Linked DNA regions of Sus scrofa: region 1 is linked to region 2. The links are chromatin contacts, called in public HiChIP or PLAC-seq maps. All regions are on one chromosome and are shown on one strand. Each heading gives the region's core, a stretch centred on a gene start, on an enhancer-like site or on the middle of the called end of the contact. The rest is flanking DNA. Distances are from core to core; before and after follow the strand shown. Region 1 overlaps OSBPL3 (oxysterol-binding protein-related protein 3). Region 2 has its middle 10 kb from the start of CYCS.

What was found. HiChIP or PLAC-seq counts read pairs in DNA pulled down with a chosen protein or histone mark.
Region 1: a contact with region 2 is called in an H3K27ac HiChIP or PLAC-seq map of alveolar macrophages. The contact joins two enhancer-like sites. A contact is called at or near these places in 2 of 47 Hi-C or Micro-C datasets (embryonic fibroblasts and undifferentiated spermatogonia) and 1 of 2 datasets of contacts at active chromatin or transcription factors (alveolar macrophages).

Annotation. Positions count from the first base shown.
Region 1 is chr18:47,459,762-47,466,716 of Sscrofa11.1, forward strand. All of the region lies in intron 16 of OSBPL3 (oxysterol-binding protein-related protein 3), which reads left to right. Among named protein-coding and RNA genes, the nearest start is that of DFNA5, 61 kb to the right of the region's middle. Within about 2 kb of position 5,165, at least 6 of the 83 cell types and tissues checked have an H3K27ac peak or open chromatin away from gene starts, as enhancers often do. A contact at or near this core is called in alveolar macrophages, where this site is marked.
Region 2 is chr18:47,176,562-47,183,633 of Sscrofa11.1, forward strand. No RefSeq gene overlaps it. Among named protein-coding and RNA genes, the nearest start is that of CYCS, 10 kb to the left of the region's middle. Within about 2 kb of position 4,785, at least 1 of the 83 cell types and tissues checked has an H3K27ac peak or open chromatin away from gene starts, as enhancers often do. A contact at or near this core is called in alveolar macrophages, where this site is marked.

The DNA.
Region 1 (6,955 bases), core at 3,915-6,414, 280 kb after region 2:
CTTTTCCCACATAGGTTATCACAAACTATTGAGTAGATTTTCCTTAATCATGTGTTTTATACAGGGGTGTGTATGTGGTGTTCCCACCCTCTCAATTCCTCCCTACCCTTAATGGTGTCACCTGTGGTAACCACAGGATTGGTTTTGAAATCTGCAAGTTTGTTTCTGTTTTATAAATAAGTTCTTTTTTAATAATTATATTAGATTCCACATACAGGTGATAACATACGGTATTTGTCTTTATCTGACTGACTTCACCACTCACTGTGATAATCTCTAAGTCCATCCATGCTGCTGCAAATGGCATTGTTTCATTCTTTTTGTGGCCGAATAATATTCCATTGTATATAGGTACCATACCTTCTCTATCCATTCTTCTGTTGATGGACATTTAGGTTGAGAAGCAACTTTTAAAATGCTTTTTAATGTGCAGATATACAGTGGGGGGGGCTGTTGTTTTTTGGGTTTTTTGTTTGTTTGTTTTTGCTTTTTAGGGTTGCACTTGCAGCATATGGAAGTTCCCAGGCTAGGGGTTGAATCAGAGCTGCAGCTGCAGGCCTATGCCACAGCCACAGTAGTGAGGCATCTGAGCTGCCTCTGTGACCTACACCACAGCTCACCACAATGCCAGGTCCTTAACCTTCTGAGCGAGGCCAGGGATCAAACCTGCATCCTCATGGATACTAGTTAAGTTCATTACTGCTGAGCCATGACAGGAACTCCCATCATGCAGTGTTAAGAGCAGTTAGAGAAGTGCTGAAATAATATATACTGTACATCCTCTACTGAATCAGGTGGTTTGAAGGTGACCTTATGTCTTTGGTGAGGCTGTGACCGAAAGTCAGCCATGAGGCAGCCAGGAGTCCTCACAGCTGGCCTCACTTGGGAACACCACCAGTCCTGGTCATGAAGGAGCCACTTCACCTGTCTGGAATTTAGCCTTATGGCCTCAGATAGTTGATTCTTTTAATATATCCCAAGATGGATGAGTTTCCAGGGACAGAGTCACACTAGCTAAGCTTATGAGAGACTGAGATATAGACCAGCAGGCTTCAGTATGCCTTTTTTATGAAAATTAGACCTGTCATTAGAGCAGCCCAACCAGGAATACTTTCCCTGCAGACAGATTACTTGAGAAGCCAAAATCAAAGTCATCAAGTGAGTGCACAGGTAAGGAGAGCTGGCTCTTCAGTTCAGTGTGTCAGGCTGTCCCCTGCCCCAGGACTGGGAGGGCTTTGGCCCAGAGGAGACGCATCGATTCAGCCTCCTGCGCTCCCTCTCCCACCCTACTGTCTATGCGCCCAGCGCACCCACTGCATGAAGCCTTCTCGGGGAACACATCTAAGGAGAGCGCCAGAGCGTTTGTTCCGTTTCCCGCTGGAACCTGCCAGCCTGGCTCTTCCTGCTTCTGGCCCTGGAGACAGTCTATTATGGAAACAGCGTGACGCTGCCCTTGTCCATCGTGTGAGCTTTCAGAGTTCGGGGGCGTCTTTGCTTTCTTGCCCCTCTCTGCAATGAGTAGGGGTTACTGAATGACTAATAAACTGAGCCGGACCTCTAAATTCGTATTTCGAGGTGGAATTTTATTCTAAGAACACCGAGAGAAATCCTATCTGCAACTGAAAGGACATGGAAAGAGACAAAGGTACCCAACTTTTAGCTTTTCTACTGAGTTTTCCAGACCACAGGGGCAGGTGCTTTGGAAAGCGGTGTCTCTCTTTTTCCTCCAAGCCCTTGGCCTTTGTTGCCCGTGGTTTTGGTGGGGGTGGGGAGGCTTGGAGTCATCAGGGGCAAAGGGAGTTTGCTTCAGAGTTCAGCTCCATGGAAGCTTGCCCCCAGTACATCATTTCTCACCTAAAAGACCCCAAAATTCGGGCTAAAAATGGCTCATGGCGTCAGGAAGCGGAGAAAGCAGTTGCTGTTCGAATGTTCCTTGTCACAGTTAACGAGCATCATGCTGCAGGGCGCGTTACGCTTTTCACATTTGTACGGGGTCTTCTTTGGTCTTCACATACCCCGTGTGGCAGGTGAGGCACCCGAGGCCTGGCCCCTCTGGGCTCCGGCGCCCCTCCACTGACACCCTCGGTTGCCACCCCAGCATCCTCTCTCCCCCACCTTTTTTTGGTGTCTCTTAACATAGGTTTAGTTACTGTGCTCAGAGCTGCCAGAGGCATCAGCTGCCCCTGTGAAAACAGCCTTTCGTAGACTGTTCAGACTCTGAGGTTTTGCTTGTCCTTGTCCCTTCAACTTTCATCCTCCCGACTCAAGCAGGACTTTGTTCTCCACTCCCGTTGGGGGCTGGCCAGGAGCCTTTGTGAACAAGGAACGTTCAGGAATCAATCATAAACATTCCAGTCTCATGTTCTAACCTCTGACTGTTCCACCCTCTCAGGGAGGGGTTTCCTCTCTGCCAAGAAATCTGATTCAGCCTTGGTTTTCCAAGTATGCCAGAAAGGGGAACATTCCGAAGGAAAGACTTTCTTTCCCTCCGCAGGGCCAAGTATGGTCCTGGTAGGTTACCCTCACTGATGCTCTGGCTGCCTGGCTGGAGCTTCATCAGGGACCCGCTGGCTCAGAAAATTCATTTCAGGAGTTCCCGTCATGGCTCAGGAGTAATAAACCCGACTAGTATCATGAAGATGCAGGTTCAGTCCATGGGGGCCCTCTCAGTGGGTTAAGGATCTGGTATTGCCGTGAGCTGGGGTGTAGGTCAGATGTGGCTCAGATCCCACGTGGCTGTGGCTGTAGTGTAGGCTGGCGGCTATAGCTCCAGTTCGCCCCCTAGCCTGGGAATTTCCATATGCTGTGGGTGCAGCTCTAAAAATAAAAGAAAGAGGAAATCCATTTCAGTTCACTTTGCTTCTTTTTTGTGCCTTTGGGAAAAGCTTGGTGTCTCTAAAGGATATGCAGTTAAGCTATTGTCTAAAAGTGGCTTTTCCTAATTGCCTGGCGCTTCAGGCGTCAGATCACTGTTCGAGTCATTTTAACCATTATCCACCCAGCCACCTGCTGTTGAGTTTCTGACAGAAAAGCTGAGCAGAGTTGTTGAAAGTTACTAAAAGGTAAGAGATTCAAATGAAGTATTTTTTCCTTTGCTTCCTGGCTCAGCCTTCTTCTTTTTCTGTTAATCATTAGAACTCTGAACACACATTCTTGGCTGGACTTGAAAATACCATACCTATCACCTACCTCTCTGCACACCCACCTGACCCTCTCAAGAGTCCTTTTATTTACTAGTAGGCAGGGTTGTTTACTTCTGATAAAAGTGGCAGCTTATTTAAAGACTTTATCAAGGGGAAATTCAAGCTGTTCAAATAAAACTCGGAATTCTTGTGGCTCAGTGGTTAATGAAACTGATTGGCATCCATGAGGATGCCAGTTCGATCCCTGGCCTCGATCCGTGAGTTAAGGATCCGGCATTGCCACTGCTCAGACTTTGAGTTGCTGTGGCTGTGCTGTAGGCTGGCAGCTATGGCTCTGACTTGACCCCTAGCCTGGGAACCTCCATATGCCGTGGGTGCAGCTCTAAAAAGACAAAAAGACAAAAAAAAAAAAAAAGGCAATAAATCAACTGTAAGGTGACTCAACCAGTGCTTTCCCATTTTTAGGTCAAGTCATTATTTAACTTTTTTTTTTTAAAGAAATTGTGTTTATCAAAGAAAACTCTATGCTTAACTCTAAACTTAGTGGAAGAGAAAATAATTGGCAACTGTATTTTCCCCAAAACTGGGCCTTGGCATCATCCTTAAGAGCTTCCTTCTATAATCCACATGCTACTCATCAGCAAATCCCAAGGTCTTCCTTGCAAAGCCAGCCAATGTCACTGCCTCTGCTGCTGGTGCTGGCCACTGAGCCTGGCATTGATGACCAGGCTTGTGCAGTAGTCTCATTAACCAGTCTCTTGTTTCCATAGCCTGTTTCTCACCCAGCAGCCAGATTATCTCTCTCCGGATTCCCCAAGTCACGTGGGATCAAATCTCACAGTCCACGAAACCCTCCTGGACGCCGCCCCGCCCCGTATCATGCCCCCTCCCACTTCCCCTCACTCGGCTTCAGCCACACTGGCCTTTTGGGCTTTTCCTAAAACACACCGAGCATTTGCCAACCCTGGGCAGCGGCTGTGTGTTCTGACCTGGACACACTCCCTCAGCTGAGTGGGTGGTTAGTTGCCTTGTTTCTCTTGCCCTGGAAAGGTCCTACCCCTCCTGCCCCATCTGGGATACACTCCCCCTCGGCATCCCTCCACCCCATCCTTGCCGCATCCCCCTCCACATGTTACTCCTGGTAGATGCTCTGCTTGTTTGCTTCTTGTCTGTCTCACCCCTGCACTGAAATGTCAGCTCCATGAGGATGAAGACCTGTTGTATCCCCAGGGGCTAAGACAGTGCCTGACACACAGGCAATCAGGAAATGGTTAACGAATGCCCCCCTCAACTCACTGGGTAGCTCTGACCTGCCGCTTGGTCTCTTTTCCACAAGTGGCCCTTCGTGGTCAGAGACGGGTCCAGAACTAGGAGGACTCTGTAGTTGTGTCTCTGGAAAGCTGCAGAACTGCTGTGTTTAAGGGACATTTTTCTAAATCTGGAGAAGAAAAAAACCTACCAAATGCACAGATATTGAAATATACTCTTTACTTATGCACTTCTCCCCTTACCAAGTGCCTCTGATGTAAAGTGCATCCTCAGAGCATGAATCAAAAATGATTAGGTCAGAGTTCCCATCGTGCTCAGCAGAAACAAATCTGACTGGTATCCATGAGGACCCAGGTTCAATCTCTGGCCTCATTCCATGGGTTAAGGGTCCAGCATTGCCGTCAGCTGTGGTTTAGTTTGCAGATGTGGCTTGGATCTGGCATTAGTATAGGCCAGCATCTACAGCTCTGATTTGATCCCTAGCCTGGGAACCTCCATATGCTGCAGGTGTGGCCCTAAAAAGACAAAAAAAAAAAAAAAAAAAAAAAAAAAAAGATTAGGTCAGGTGAAGAAAGACCTCAGATATACAAATAAATTACAAGAATGCCTAATTACCAGGGAAATTCATTGACCTCAGGATTAGAAAAAGAAGCGCAGAAATACTTGCACAATAAAAACCACAGATACTCATTTCCTGAATGTTTGGGGAACCTTCCCAATCAGAAATTGCTCTTATCGGATTGGACGGGAGAGGAAGTGATGGAGGAGAGTCCTAGCGAGTCAGTCTAAAGCGGACTCAGCCAACAGGCTAACAGACAGTGTCTGCTCCGAGGCTGAATCAGTTCAGACTCAAAGTCAGAATCTAAGGCTTTTCTATGCCTAGGTTAAGATGTAATGAGAAAGGAAACCCAGCCAAGTCCCCTACAAGCAAGGACAAGGAAGACTGTGCTTGTCACTCTCTGCTCTGGTAGATTTTAGAGAGAGTACCATCAACGAAGATGACATGGGTAACTGTGAATTAATTATGCCTTTCCATGGATGTTAAAATGAATCAAAGGCTTCATAGCATCTTTTCCAACTGGCTGGCATCGACTGCCACCTCTGATGCTGGAATTCAAAGAAAGCAGATGTTAGAAGGACAGCATTTTGAAGCCAGAGGAATCCTCAGACCTTACTTTTCAAAGAAGTAAGACTCAGAGAGGTTGGAAAGCTCAGACTCAAAAGATCCCTTTTCTGAATATCCGTGAGATGGGATGGCAGTGGCGTGCAGAGACCCTGGGGAGGGACCAGAGCCTGATTTGAGAGCAGCCATAGAGAGACAGCTGGGGCATCACAGGAGAGCATTGGATTTGAAGTCAGAGGACCCGGGTTTAAAGCACTCCCTTCATGGTATTCCTGTTGTGGCTCAGTGGTAATGAACTACTATCCCTGAGGACACAGGTTCAGTCCCTGACCTCGCTCAGTGGGTTAAGGATCCGGCGTTGCCATGAGCTGTGGTGTAGGTCACAGACGTGGCTCAGATCTGGCATTGCTGTGGCTGTGGCGTAGGCTGGCAGCTGTGGCACCGATTTGACCCCTAGCCTGAGAGCCTCCATATGCTACAGGTGCAGCCCTAAAAAGAAGAAGCAAAAAAAAAAAAAAAAAAAAAGGGCATGTACACCAGATAAATCATTCCCTGAGGCCTTTTTAAGCCAGAAAGAAAGAAGCTAAATCATTGATTGTCAGTGTTGAGATTTATTCCTTTAGAAAACACCCCTTCGAGCCCCTCTAAGGCACTTTGCTAAACATTGATTCATTAGTCTGACCCAACCATTTTAAAAGGTCAGATTTGCATTTTTATGGGACATATGTATACTTTATCGAATGACAGGGCTTCTCTTATAATTCACATGGACAGTATATTTATCTCTGTTTTATGGGATTTTTAAATTATTACAGGAGAGTTTACAGTTTTTATACATTGCATTTTTGCTTTGATGTTTATGTTTGGCCAGACTTACAAAATGCCAAATTCCTCATCGAGGCTGTGATCTCTACCGTTTTGATGCATATTTCTGTGGGGCTGAATATCATCTACTTTATAATAACCTACTTTAAGATACGCCTACACTGCGAGGCTGGGGAGCAGAGCCAGTGCCGCCTGTGGACAGGCCGGTGCGGTGACAAGTGAGGGGTCGGAATTCCCTTGGCCCTAGTTATATATGCTCCCACAGTTTTAAGGTAAACACACTGTTTTCGCTGAGAGCTACCGGGGGGAGAAGGAAAGACCGGGGGCCATTTGTGAAATGAAGGATCCTCAAGGGTTGGGTTGAAAAAGACAATGAAGGAAAAGCAGAGGGAGTTGCTCTTTTTTTTTTTTTTTTTTTTAAAGGCCACACCTGAGGACATATGGAGGTTCCCAGGCTAGGGGTTGAATTGGAGCTACAGCTGCCGGCCGACACCACAGCCTCCGCAATGGCAGATCCAAGCTGCCGCTGTAACCTATTCCATCGCTCACGGCAATGCCAGATCCTTAACCCACTGAGCAAGGCCAGGGATCGAAC
Region 2 (7,072 bases), core at 3,535-6,034:
TTGTGCTGCAGCATCGGGAGCTGTATAGTTGGCAGCAGAGACTATGTCCACAAGTCATAGTCTGACTGGTGAGTCACAGAAAAAAAAAGTTCTCAGCCCCTGGTTTAGAGCTTTGCACAATTGGGTTTATTTGCCATCTGGAATGTTATACATCAAGTTCCTTGAAAATTACGTATTAGAAATTAACTGCTTCCAAGGTTAGCAGCGACCTCTTGTGCTCTCAGTTGGCTCTGATGACTCTGGGACTTTTGACACCCTTGACTGCTCTTTTTTTTTTAACCTTTTGTTTAAATTAATTTCACATAGGGAATAAAATACATAGGCATCAAAATCTTTATGCACATATAGCTGTAACCATCTGTTAGTAAGCCAAATCAGCCTGACATTTTGCCCACATTCTAGCCCCATAACTAAATTTCTTTATAGTTCTAAGGCATGTTCACATCTCGGTTCATTCTCAGGTGTGTGGAGCAAGAGTTGTGCCTGTTTTTATAGCTACGTATATAGGCTCAAGTTACTGCTAAAGGTCACAGTGACCTTTGTACTGTCACGTGTACTGATACTGCCTTTTCATGGTGCCGTCCAAACCTTCACATAAACTGTCATCACTTCATAGTCTTTCTACAAAACTTCCACATTGCTTTTCCTTTTCTTTTTTTTTTCATTTTTTAATTACTCAAATGAATTGATCACATCTGTAGTTGCATAATGATCATAACAATCTGATTTCACAGGATTTCCATCCCCCAGCCCAAGCACATCCCCCCACCCCCCAATCTGTCTCCTCTGGAGACCATAAGTTTTTTAGTATCTGTGAGTCAGCATCTGTTCTGCAAAGAAGTTCCGTCTGTCCTTTTTTCAGATTCCACATGTCAGTGAAAGCGTTTGATGTTGGTGTCTCATTGTATGGCTGACTTCACTTAGCATGATAATTTCCAGGTCCATCCATGTTGCTTAAAATGCTGGTATTTCGTTCATTTTGATGGCTGAGTAATATTCCATTGTGTATATGTACCACATCTTCTGGATTGCTTTTCCTTTTCAAAGACAGCTTTCTCCAGGCCTCTGAGCTTCGGCAGCCCTTGAAATGGATCCTGCTTATTCTTGCCGTCGACAGCACAGGCCTTGTGGTCTTGGCATCTTCCAGATCACTTCTCCTCACAAGCAGACCTGCTGGATGAGGTTCATGACCCTTTGCTCTTGTCCTTACTTCTGGACCTTCGTCACATTCACTGGGCACTTCAGTACCTAGTTATGTGCTTCTCCATTCTGTCTTTTTTAAAATTAATGATAGTGGTAATAGCTACATACAGGTGAATGACCCATCATTAATGCCACTCTAATCAGTATTTTTCACTGATCTTAACTCTTCTCAGAGCTTCTTTCCAATAGTTAAAACTTAGGGTTGTCATTGCTCCAGAACTACTTAACCTCTGAAATTAAAAATCCTTCCAGGAGTTCCTGTCGTGGCTCAGTGGTTAACGAATCCAACTAGAAACCATGAGGTTGCGAGTTTAATCCCTGGCTTCACTCAGTGGGTTAAGGATCCGGCGTTGCTGTGAGCTATGGTGTAGGTCGAAGACTTGACTCGGATCCCATGTTGCTGTGGCTGTGGCATAGGCCTGTGGCTACAGCTCTGATTAGACCCATAGTCTGGGAACCTCCATATGCCACGGGACTTCCACATGCCACAGGTGTGGGCCTAGAATAGACAAAAAGACAAAAAAATAAAAAATAAAAATCCTACCACCCCAATGTGATCACAACTTCATAACACTCCATGTCTCATTCTTAGTTCTGTTTCCCTGAACTCGTCAAAACCTCCAGTTTCTGATCATTCCCTTGGGGCCTCCTTGCCTTAGCCAGCTTCTCAGTGTATCTTTGCAGTCACTGCATTGTCTGCATCCTCTGCCCTGTCCCCTGTGTTGCCTTTTGTGGCATCTGCTCTGCCGCCACCCAGCCTGGAAAGAAGTCATCTGCATTCTTCGTTTCCGCACCTGGTCTGAGTACTGTGAGAAAATCCCACGCTTCTGCTGATGGTCACCCCTGTAATCAGCATCTCTGATTCAGCTGAGCTAGCGGAAACCCAGTGCAGCCGTCCTTTCATATAGCTGTTCTCTCCCCGTCTTCCTTGTGGTTAATTTAGAGGGTCCCCGTGCTTCTCAAGCTTCTTACTTCACCTGTCTCCCCTTCTCTCACAGCAGACAGCCTCAGATACAAATTCTCTAAGGAAGGTTTTGGTCCTCCCCCATCCCTACTTTCAACAGTGTTTTTAATTGGGATATGATGCAGAATCTTCAGCGACATCAGAGTATGGCTCCAAATGTTACAGATGCTCCAGCGTGGTCACCCTAACACCCATTCCCAACCCCCTTGTTCTCTGCCTCTCCCATAAAAGTTCGAAGAGAGAAATGCTTCATTTCAGTGCCAGAACTTAGCGTTGGGAGCCACACTCCAACAGATCAAATACACTGCATAAGTTCTGGAAATTGCAGGTTTCCTCACCTAGTTTATAAGGTAGTTTAATGAAATTATAGGTACCCCTCCCTGAATCAGGCAGGGGTAATGCATCTGGACCAAGAGATGACAAATCTTTCCAGTTTGCAGATGAGAGGGGAAAACTATAGATAGAAAATCACCTGCCTATGGTGTGAGTTGGGACATACCATGTTGTAAAAGTTTTAGGTTTTTTTTTTTGCAGGGGGGGCGTGGGTGGTAACTGCAGCATATGGAAGTTCCCAGATTAGGGGTTGAATCAGAGCTGCAGCTGCAGGCCTATGCCACAGCCACAGCAATGCCAGATCCCCAACCGTGACCTACATCACAGCTCATGGCAACACTGGATCCTTAACCCACTGAGTAAGGCCTCAGTGGATCGAGCGTGCGTTCTTGTGGATACTAGTTGGGTTCATTACCACTGAGCCTCAGTGGAAACGCAAGGAAAACTTATTTTTATTGGTGAATGTTGGAGGAAGAGAGTCCAAGAATCTGATTTCTTCCCTGATGCTGCTTCATGGACACACTAGCCCATCTATGCCTTATGTTTTTGCATCTGCAATAATTATATTAGTCTGTAGGGTTGTTGTGAGGAATAAACACATGAATGTGCTTGTTTTCTGGCACTCAACTCATTTATTTTTAATTCCAGTTGATTTACAATATTCTATCAATTTCTGCTGCACAGCAACATGTCCCAGTCATTCACATATATACATGTACATGTGTGTGTGTGTGTGTGTGTGTGTGTGTGTGCAAACTTAAGTTTAGCTAACTTTAAACCGATGGGCAGGACAGTTTGTCAAATTAGCAGCTGGACAGCTCGCATGGAAGGGAGAGGATGCTTACTGGATGACTTAACTGAAGTGATTCAGTGGGTTCAGTGGATTTCGGAGAAGTGTCTGGAATCACAAATTTAGGGCCGTACCCGAAGCATATGGAAGTTCCCAGGCTAGGGGTCCAATTGGAGCTGTAGTTGCCAGCCACAGCAACTTGGGATCTGAACCAATGGTACAGTCTACACCACAGCTCACGCCAATGCTGAATCCTTGACCCACTGAGTGAGGCCAGGTATCGAACCTGAATCTTCATGGATACGAGTCAGATTCATTTCCCCTGTGCTACAACAGGAACTCCCTATCCATCATTTTAACACTCACCAGGTGATGTCTAATTCTTTATTAGTGACCAGGGCCAAGAATGAAGTACAGGGAGTTCCCATCATGGCTCGGGGGGTTAAGAACCGGACAGTGTCCATGAGGATGTGGGTTCTATTCCTGGCCTCCCTCAGTGGGTTAAGGATCCAGCGTTGCCGTGACCTGTGGTGTAGGTCATGGATGTGGCTGGGATATGGTGTGGCTGTGGCTGTGGCTGTGGCATAGGCTGGCAGCTGCAGCTCCAATTCAACCTCTAACCCGGGAACTAACATATGCCACACATACGGCCCTAAAAAGAAAAAAAAAAAAAGTACAGCCTCTACCAACTCCACTTACTTTGAGGGCTTTTTTGAGGGGGTCTGAGACATTGGGTCAACAGGTTAAACGGGTGCCCGATTTTCATACACTCTTCATGTATGTTTGCCTAGCTTTCCCAGTAGCCTCACAAAATCATAGTTTTTAAAACCCCCGTTGCTAGGATTATGCCAGGCCTAGCCCAACGTCTCCTGAACATTGGAGGGTTACCTCAACAAGAAAGGAGACAAATCAACTTGGAAATATGTGCACTGGAAGTAGTTTAGAGTAGGAGATGCTTAGGAGGCTGGCTTCAGCCCACCACTGTTCCCCACCCCAGAAGGATTTATCTGGAGGCTTAATCTAAGACGATAGCAGGGTTCAGCTGTACGGTTTTTGTTTTTGTTTTTGTTTTTTTTCTTTTTTTGCTGAACCTGTGGCATATGGAAGGTCTCAGGCTGGGGGTAGAATCTGAACTGCAGTTTCAAGCCACAGCCACAGCAACACTGGATCCAAGCCACATCTGCAACCAGGGATCGAACCCACATCCTCACAGACACTATGTTGGGTCCTTGTTGAGCCACAAGGGAAACTCCCACCCATAAGATTCTTGCTTCACAGTGGTTGCTAACTTGTCTTGAGCAATATTCAGTAATTATATTGTTAAAGAACGTTGGTTCTGGGAGCTCCTATTGTGGCTCAGCAGTAACGAACACGACTAGTATCCATGAGGATGTAGGTTCAATCCCTGGCCTCGCTCAGTGGGTTAAGGATCCAGTGTTACTGTGAGCTGTGTTTTAGGTAGCAGTCGAAGCTTGGATCTGGGTTTGCTCTTGCTGTGGTGTCGGCTGGCAGCTACAGCTCCGATTCAACCCCTGGCCTGGGAACTTCCCTATGCCGTGGGTGTGGCCCTAAAAAGACAAAAACCAATAAAAATTTAAGCGTAATGGAAATGAATATTTCTTAGAAGAATGTATATATGTGTATAACCAAATCACTTAGCTGTACAGCAGAAATTAAACCAACATTGTAAATCAAATATACTTCAATTTTAACAAGGAAGATTTAGAACTTCCTACATGGAGCAGCTGTGGCACAAGTCATAAATTTGGTGTAGGTTTGAACCCTGGCTTGGGCATGGCCAAAAAAAAAAAAAGTAAGACTTAAGATTTACCAATGGGTTTTCGGAGTTCCATCATGGCTCAGTGGTTAACGAATCCAACTAGGAACCATGAGGTTGCGGGTTCGATCTCTGGTTTTGCTCAGTGGGTTAAGGATCCGGTGTTGCCGTGAGCTGTGGTGTAGCCTAGCAGCTGTGGCTCCAACTGGACCCCTAGCCTGGGACCCTCCATATGCCGCGGGTGCGGCCCTAGAAAAAAAAACAAAAAAAAAAAAAAAAAGAAAAAGATTTACTAATAGATTTTATTATCCATACTCCTCTCATCACCACAGAGAGATGATGAGAAAGCTAGTTTTTCAATGGGAGGGAGAATGCAGAGGATCTGCTAGGGATGGATAGTGGAGCATTAAAGAAAAATGACAACAAAAGCTGTTTCTTCCCTCCAGAATATGCGATAAAAATAACTTGCTTTCATTAAAAAAAAAAAAAAAAAAAAAGAACCAGTGCTTAGTGGGGAAACAGGAAGGGTCTTCCTATTTCACCCCTTCCCAACCTACTGTCTCTCAAAACAGGTAATAAAGAAGGGCCTTTTTTATTATAAGGAAAGTCAAGTAAAGACATAAGGACTCTTTTTTAGCATAATAAAACAGAATGTAGGCTGTAGTATATGCCAGGTTCTTTTTGTAGATATCCTATCTAAAGATTCTGATAGCAGAGTTCCCATCGTGGCTCAGTGACTAACAAACCCGACTAGTATCCATGAGGACACGGGTTCGATCCCTGGCCTTGCTCAGTGGGTTAAGGATCCAGGTTGCCATGAGCTCTAGTAGAAGTCACAGACACAGCTCAGATCTAGCATGCCTGTGGTTGTGGCATAGACCAGCAGCTGCAGATCCGATTGGACCCCGAGCCTGGGAACCTCTATATGCTGCAGGTGCAGCCCTTAAAAAAAATAAAATAAAAAAAAAAGGATTCTGATAGCTTTCTTCTGTTCTCCACCCTAAAGTTAAATCAAGCAGGTCACAACCAAAGCCTATACTAGTAAATACGAAAGAATTCAGGTAAGGTATTTGATTTTCTGGGCCTGGGATTGAATCTGAGCTGCAGCTGTGATCTATACCACAGCTGTTGCAACACTGGATCCTTAACCCACTGCATCTGGCCGGGAATCAAACCAGTGCCCAGCAGAGACCTGAGCTGCTGTTTTGGGATTCTTTTTTTGGGGGGGGGACACCCACGGCTTATGGAAGTTCCCAGGCTAGGGGTCGAATCGCAGCTGCAGCTGCAGCAGGCCTATGCCACAGCAACTCGGGATCTGAGCTGCGTCTGCAACCTATAAAACAGCTCACGGCATACTGGATTCTTAGCCCACTACGTTAAGCCAGGGATCGAACCCACATCCTCGTGAATAGTAGTTGGGTTCCTAACCCACTGAGCCACAATGGGAAGTCCTGCAGCAGATTCTTAACACACTGCACCACACGGGAACTCCAAGGTATGTGATTTTCTAATGGATTCTCTCCGTTTCAGAAGTTGTCCCTTCACCCAAGCTGGATCTCCAGCAGGAGACCTTGAAGGTGAAAAGGTAAATACCTTTACCCCCTGGCCTTCTACAGAGCAGGGGCAGTATCTAAATCCAACTTCTTTTTTAACTCACTGGAAGACAGGGAACCGCCCTTTGGGACACAGCCACAAGCTCACTGCTTTTTTGTTCCTCTCCTCGTTCACTAACCGTTTCTTCTGAACCTCATTTGTAGGTTTCTTTTTATCCACTCTGGAAGAGATTGTTGTTTGCCTACATGATATCCATTTTCCTCTTCACTTTTAGGTGTGGTCAATGGCTCACGCTTTTAGGTGTGAGTTGAGTGGGACTTCTGGGAAGAGTTGATTCAGCCAGGAGAACTGCTGCACCTGTGGCATATGGAGGTTCCCAGGCTAGAGGTCAAATCGCAGCTGGAGCTGCTGGCCTACACCACAGCCACAGGAACGCAAGATCTGAGACTCG